2 separate regions of the Zea mays genome follow, and region 2 is linked to region 1. The links are chromatin contacts, called in public Hi-C maps. All regions are on one chromosome and are shown on one strand. Each heading gives the region's core, a stretch centred on a gene start, on an enhancer-like site or on the middle of the called end of the contact. The rest is flanking DNA. Distances are from core to core; before and after follow the strand shown.

Region 1 (4,021 bases), core at 872-3,371:
AATAGTAATACGAGATATGGAAGTTTATGGTTTTTAATAGGCTTTTCAATTTGAAGAAACCTCTCTATGAAAAAAGTAGAATCGGAAAGTTTTAAATGCCAAATATAAAGTAATAAAATCATGATGCTACACAATATTTGAGTATGGCATGCAAGATAACATAAGTTTTTCAAACCTTTGTTAGAGCTGATGAGTGTAGCAATATAAACTGAATTTATTGTTTCTTTTTCTCAGAATGGAAAGGACCACAGGGTTGAATTGATTTATGCTGGTAGGTCAAGTATTAGAACTTTGATGGAAGAAGAGATGGCCAACAACACACAACCCTTGAAGCAAGCACAAAGCAATGTCGCTGGGATATGCTCTGAAGATATTGATCTAAACTTGGGTGGAAGTCTCATGGAAATCTACAGATCTCATACTGAAGACCAAGAAACCAGGAGGTCGATTGAGTCAGGTCGTAGTTCCATTTCGACTGACGAAGAGAAGAATACTGACCCTCCTTCTCATCACTATCAGATCCCATCTAGTATCCAGAGAGCTCTAGAAGATGTTGCTGAAGCAGTTATAAGGCATCAATCTGCAAACAAAAAATACATAAACAACAGTGATGAAACTAGGTCCAGAGAATTCATTGATGCCCTATAGCTACTGAGCTCAAACAAGAAATTGTTTCTGATGCTTATGCAAGATCCAATCTCTAGGTTGTTAGAATGTCTCCAAAACCTTTACATGTCACTAGCAGCCTAAACTCGTTTGTCCAGATACTCTTATACGAGCAAAGCATGCTTTATCCCCGATTATTATGATGCCAGGAATCAGAGAACATACCAGACACCCCAGATACGACTTCCGGTGCAGAGATCTTGTAGAACAGCACGCCAGTCACATTATCAATGGCATGGGCAAGGGTGGTCTTTCCACAGCCGGGCAGTCCGTGCAGCAGTAGCCCCGCGATAGGCCTAACGCCAAGGCGATGCGGTATCTCCGGATGGCACATGGGCATGACCACCTCCATCATGAGTTCCTCGATCACCGCCTCCATCCCGCCGAGGTCAGCGAACCTGGGCCCCTTGTCCCCTCTACCGAACCCTTCAGAAGCCGGGGTGGCCTCCGGCTTGGCATCGCCTCTGCCGCCGCTGTCGGCCGTGATGAGGCGGCGCGGTTTCTCCGCCGCGACCTCGATCTCCAGCTGCTGGCTCCGCTTGGGCGTCTGCGCGGCATACTGGGAGCAAAGCATGGACTTGGTGACGTCGTAGGCGGGGGCTGGTGGCGACGGGTGGGCAGCGGCATCGGATACGGAGGTGGATGAGGAGGCGGTGGTGGCGTGGGCGTCGTGGTGGCCGCGGCGGCGGGAGCCGGAGGAGCCGTCGTCGGAGGAGTCAGAGGAGGATGGGGAGGGGATGGGGATGGAGGTGAGAGCGCGGCGGACGGAGGCGATGCCAAGCCGGAGGCCGGCCCGGCTTCTGAAGGGTTGGGCGCGCGGCTGGGGACGACGTTGGGGGCCGGCCGGCTTGGGAGCGCGGCTAGGGATGACGGTTTGGCGGCCGGCCTGCTTGGCCGCGCGGCTGGGACGGCGGTTGCGGCCGGCCGGCTAGGGCGCGCGACTGTGGACGGCGATTGGCGGCGGCGGCATCAATTTTTGGGTGGCGCGCGGCGGCTGGAATTACTGGAAGGGAGATAGGGTTTTGGGCTGCGGCGACGCGGCTGGTATTTGGGCCAGCAACTAATTTGCGCGCTGCACATGTTTTTTTGGTGACTGACAGTGAGATGCTATAGGTATGAATTGCCGACTGACAAAGTGACACTATTCACATATAAATATAACGACTAACACTCAGTTGGAATATAGACATATGCCGACTCACCATCTGTGGCAATGTATACCGACTAACAATTTGATGCTAATTCTCTATTTATAGCGACGGTCATCAGACACTAATTTGGTGTTGTGATATAGTGTGTGTATATAGTTATAGCACGTATGTACATGATTAATTATTGGTTGCAAGAAGGTAGAGTGTAGGTGAATAGGCAACCATGGTGGAAAGGAATCGCTCAAGAACAGGTGGGCTACCATCAACAACACACACCTGGCCTGGGGAAAGGAATCGTGGCCATGGTAGCCTGCCAGTGTGGAAGAAGCACCGCTTGGCAGGCGGTGCGCGTAATAGAGTCATCCTAAAACCGGAACTAGATTAAAAGCCAAACACATCAAAATATTATAAAACTCTAGAATAGAGCTACTCTATGATTGAATTGGTTGAGCAGGTCTTGGTGGAGTGGAGCGGTCCCAAACATCTCTAGGACTTGTTTGGGAGCTAGAGGACGTGAGAGAGGCTAAATGTTCTTACTATATACTCTCTTTGTTTTATTTTAGTTGTCGTCGGATAGTACAAAATTGAAGTATCCAGCGACAACTAAAAAGAAACAGATAAAGTATTCACAATTGAATAGTAAAAAGATTTTACCCCTTTTATCCTTCCTCTCAAACAAGATCTAGATAAACCTCGCTACCAAATAAACCCTGGGTTGTCCCGTCTGCACAAGTTTATGATCATTGTTGCTTTCTCGATCAGTCCGCAGATACATCGAATACTAGCAGCAAGCGCACAAATTCGTGTCGGTTCCGTCGGTCTTGGGCCGGCAGGAGTTCACGGCCCGAGGCCCCCGATGGAAGGTCCACTTTGCCTCGCTAAAATACAAGCGTTCTTGGGCCCACATGCTGACACTTCAAATCCTCGCCCGGCGCTTCCCCGCCTCGATCCGAACCAATTAATCGCGTCCTCCTCCACTGCCGGCAGGCGGCAGCGCATCCTTTGCCTGGTGCCACCAGAACCACGCGCCTCCGGCTTTCCCCGTCATCTGCTCCGCCAACGCCCATTCCGCGTATTCTCTGCAGGGTGGGCGAAAGCTAGCGGGCTGATTCTCCGTCTTCCTCCTCATGGCGCTCGGGCAAGACCGACCAGACCCGCGACCACGAAGTCGTCTTCTTCCTCAGGAGCTGGCCCCGACCCGCTTCTGGAGGGCTCTGTCGAGTGTGGAATCGATCGGAGTGAACCACAATGAATGAATGTGATGTGTCGCCTGAGGTGATTCTTCATTCATTCCTCCCCTCACCTGCTAGCTACTTGATCCGATGCATCTCAAGCTGCTCACCGACTTCTGCATCGATCACGCTGTTTTTTTTTCTTTTTTTCTCAACAGATGGTCAGCTATTTTGTTGCTTGAGGTGGTGTGTTAGCAACCAGTCTGCTAACAGGGATACGCACACGAACTGGAGAAGAGGAAGAGAGGGATACGGAGGAATTGGGAACGTTCTCCCGAGATAGATTAGGGTATTCAGATAGATGTTTTCTTACATGACAAGTTCTAACTCTCTCCCCTTATAGCATATAAGAACGCTACAGTTAACTACGCCACTATGGGCCGGCAAAGCGAACGCTGGGCCTCCTGGCGCGGCGGCCCATCTCCCTTGGCGCTCGCCCCTTCTGCATGTCTTGCTCGTGCTCACTGGTATCCTGAGTACGGGGGCTGACATCCCCCCTCCTTGAAACGACGCTTGCCCCCAAGCGGCCGCGGCCGGAAACTTCATCCTCAGCGGGGCTTCATCTTCCCAGGACGCCAGAGATGTGTCCATGCCAGACCAACGAACCAGCACCTGTGCCACTGATGATCACCCTCTAGAGACAGAGCGACGGTCTAGAATCTACGCTGGAAATTGCAGAGCCAGGTCTGTTGTAGGGACATGAGCACTAACTGGTGTTGAAGGACTGATGTACTTTTTCAATTGAGAAACATGGAATACAGGATGGATATTTGAATCTTCTGGGAGCTTCAGCTTATAAGCGACTGGACCCACACGCTGCAGGATCTCAAAGGGACCAAAGAACTTGAAGCTAAGTTTATGGCAAGCACGAGGCGCAACCGATCCTTGCACATACGGCTGTAGCTTGACGAACACGAGGTCGCCCATTGCAAATTCTCGCTCTGAACGGCCCTTGTCAGCTTGATGTTTCAT
Region 2 (3,970 bases), core at 1,051-3,550, 220 kb before region 1:
GGATAGGGCGGCGGTGGTGAGAGCTGAGCGGAGCGGGGCGGAGCACCGAGGGCTGCGGACGCGAAATGGGGAAAGGGGAATTTCACGCGAGAGCCAGCAGAGAGAGGCGAAGTGGCGAGGGTTTTTCCCTCTTTTTTATTATTTCAGCGTGGGTCCCAGCCCTGAAAACGACGCTGGCCTTAACAATACGCTCTGGATGCCCTAAGCTACGTCTCGGGGCCCACATGCAGCCACAGCACAGCTGACCCCGCCTGGCCCTGGCACAGGAGTCAGGTCGCCCACACGAAGCAAAGCGAGCGACAGCAGCACAGCGACGGCGCGGAAGCCGATGCGCCACACCCAATCCACCCACACACACCCATCCCACTATCTTTCCTTTTATTTATTCATTTATTTATTTATTTATTTATTTCACCGATCGAGCAGCGGCAGGCAAGAGGCACGTTACCACGCAGGATGAAAAGCAAACCCTAATCCTAACCCTAGACGACACTAATTAACCACAGGCTGGTTAACCGCGAGTAACCCTAGCTAACCGGCGGTGGGGGATGGGGGGTGGCCCCGTCCACGCCAGCAATTGAAAGTGCCGTGCCCTGTGTGGGGGAGGGCTTTATTTGGAGCATTCAAAGAGATGGAGGTTGTTGTCATGCTAGCTTTACTGGTGTTTTTTTTCTTTTGATATTGGCTAGCTGCACACAAACAGTAGCGCACCAAGTATACTAGCAACATGAGTCACCATATATCTATCTACTAACTAATATAAAGCGGGAGTTTCTCCCTTGGTACATCCGCTCGACACAACTCCTCCCCTCGTCCTCCACGCGTGTGCTCAACAGAATATCAAAAAAGGCGCACCTACTAGAATTCGAACCACGGTCTCTAGGAACAAAACACTTGCCTCTAACAACTGCAGCTCATGTTGGTTTGTGTTATATAAATTATGAAATCGTATATGATATATAGAAACTATAGCGATGCATATGGGCAACTAACTAGTGTATTTATTAATTGATAGTAGAAGCGGAAAATCTCGCAAATGAACCCCGTACAATGTTTTCTGGAGATATCATCCAAGTATAATATATTGAATTACGTATCGATCCAATGGCTTTAATAGGTAGAGATGGAGATGCATGTAGGTTGGACGAATTCGAGTGAGAACCCTTGATCAACGTCCCGTAGGCGATGGGTAGCTAGATATAACTTAATTAATACTTGCAGAGTTTCAATGAAAGAATCAAAATTTGATTTGAGAATTAAATATAGTCATAGAATTGAAGGCTCATGACGTAGATTTACCTGGATCTGCTAGCTCTATCATATCAATAGTAAGGCATGTTAGCTGGATGCCACCGAAAAAGATAAGATTCGGGGCACTTAATTAATGCCCCACCAACGTCAGATTATATGGCAATGACTGTTTGCAATGTATCTTTTGGGATTAATAGAGAAATGAGTGGGAAAAAGAGTCTTAGTGAAATTAGTATATGGTATTGCCATGACAATTGAATTACGTCTCGATCCACTGGCTATAACGGATAGATGGAGATGTAGGCTAGGTGACTTCATGTGAGGATCCCTGATAAAGCTTCTGTAGGCGATGGGCATATGGCTACATCTAACTTACTTGCTAAGCTTTCACAACGGAATCAAAATTTGATTTCCAAATTAAATATAGTTGCAAGATCTAAGGCATACAACATGGATTTACCTGGATATGTTATTAACTTCATGACATCAACAAGAAGGCATGTTAGCTGGACTACCACTAGGAAAAATTCGGTTGAGGTGCTTAATTAATGACCCTCCAACGTCATGTTAGCTGGCAATGGTTGTTGGCTATGTATCTGACAGCTAGTTTCGATTAACAGAAGAGAGTGGGACAAGAAGTCTTACTGAAATTAACAAGAATGTGTAGAAAGCTGGCTTATGATGTGTGAATTTACTTGGATCTGCTAGCTTTAGGATATCAACCTGGGAGCATGTTAGGTGAACAACCACTAGGAAGTACTAGGTTGGTGCGCTTTAGACTAATGTTCCGCCAACATCAAGTTAGCTAGCAATGATCATTAGCGATGTATATGATAACTAGTTGGGATAAATAGAAGAGGCAAGTGGGGCAGAGAGTATTACTGAAATTATCAATAGTGTATAGAAGCTAACTAATGGTGTGGATTTACCTGTATATGCTATCTTTAGAATATCACCAGGGAGGCATGTTAGTTGGACTGCCACCAGGAAAGATCGGGTATTGGGGTGCTTAATAATAATTGTCCCACCAGCGTAAGGTTAGCTGTAATGACCGTTGGTGGAGTTTCCGACTATTGGGTTTAATAGAGAAGAGGCAAGTGTTGGCCTTACTAAAATTAATAAGGTTGTATAAAAAGTTAACTTATGATGAGGATTTACCTGTATCTAAGCTTTATGATATCAATAATGCAACATGCTTGCTGGACTACCACTAGATAAAGATCGAGTTGTGGTGACTAAGCAATGTCTGCTAGCACCCTTAGGTTAGCTGGCAATAACATTTGGTGACATATTTGACAACTACGGTTACAAAAAAGACAAGTGGGATAGGGAATCCTACTGAAATTAACATGGGTGTATAGAAGCTGGCTTATGCTGTGAATTTGTCTATATCTTCCAACTTGCCGATATCAATACCGAGTCATGCTGACTAGTTAAACCACCACTAAAAAAGATTGAGTTGGAGTGCCTACTCCATATAATGCCAGTGTGAGAGTTAATTACTCATAGTCAGATAGTGGAAACATATTGGTAGTTGAGATGATTTTTGGAGACATACTGATAGTGGAGATGGAAGAGCGATGGAGTGGTGAAACTAAATGATGTTAATTACAAATAAGAGTGTGTATAGAAGCTGGAAAATTGACGATGGATGTATAATTTTGATGAGAGGAGCATAAATTGTATTGATAAGGAAAGGTAGGGTGGTAGAGAGAATAGGGAGGACTATGGCTAAAAGGAATAAATTGCTCTAGCTAGATGATAGGATATAAGATCCAACAATTAAACATGAATGTATTATGCAAATCTCAAAAAATTTGATTTGAAAAAAAGAAGCAAAATTTACCTCATAAATAAATGGACACCTAAGTTAAGAAGTTTATATGAAGGACTAAAAGACTTATTTGAATGAATGACTTGGTTTTTAGCGGTAACTAAAACTAACAATCAGCAATGCATTTAAACTACTAGAACGTTAGTTTGTTTTTTTTTCCTTTACACACACACATATACATATACATACATATATATTTGCAAATAAAATTATATTAATTTACACTGTTTGGCTATAGATTTGGTTCAACTTTTTTTGATTATTTTAAAGAAATATGTTCGTTTAATAACTAGCAAAATACACAATCCTATTATAGACAAATTCGTTTATCACTTTCTTATATATATTCTTCGGCGCGGCGCATGCATAACTGCACATTTTGTTCTTATCTTATGCTACGTTGCGCACTGAAGCGTGTTGTGTGGATCCATTGATAGAACTACTACTCCAAGCAAGGTATCTTTTTTTTTTGTTGCAAATAATCTTGCCTTTCTACTTTTCATCTTTACTCATATTAATTGTGTCATAGAAAATATATATAGTTATGGATTAAGCTAGGATTGTAAACTGGCCTATTTATTAATAATAGTTGTTTTTTCGTTCACGTTCTGAATGCATGGAGAGACGATATGCATGCAATTGTACTAAATATATATTATGTATTTTTTAACATATTGGGAGGAGTTTGGGACATGCTGCACGCATCTACTACATATATATACATTGTATTGTTTGCTTGATCGATTTATTTATACACACAGTATAAGTTAATGCACAATCATCTATTTAGTTTTGGGCTAGCTATATATATATATATATATATATATATATATATATATATATATATATATATATATATATATATATATATATATATATATATAT

The links. Hi-C and Micro-C count contacts between places; a contact is called where the count stands out from the background.
Region 2: a Hi-C map of tassel shows a contact between it and region 1, with 4 times the contacts expected there. The contact joins the promoter of LOC103641376 here to the promoter of LOC103642611 in region 1. A contact is called at or near these places in 5 of 25 Hi-C or Micro-C datasets (ear, endosperm, leaf and 1 more).

Annotation. Positions count from the first base shown.
Region 1 is chr10:90,656,063-90,660,083 of Zm-B73-REFERENCE-NAM-5.0, reverse strand. It overlaps LOC103642611 (cell division control protein 48 homolog C), which reads right to left and starts at 2,121. Exons shown (of 3, transcript XM_020545413.1): 1 at 2,094-2,121; 2 at 1,671-1,738; 3 at 791-1,594. The coding sequence starts at 2,121. The coding sequence ends at 791.
Region 2 is chr10:90,880,483-90,884,452 of Zm-B73-REFERENCE-NAM-5.0, reverse strand. LOC103641376 (Embryonic flower 1-like protein) reads right to left here and starts at 2,300. Exons shown (of 5, transcript XM_008664727.3): 1 at 1-2,300.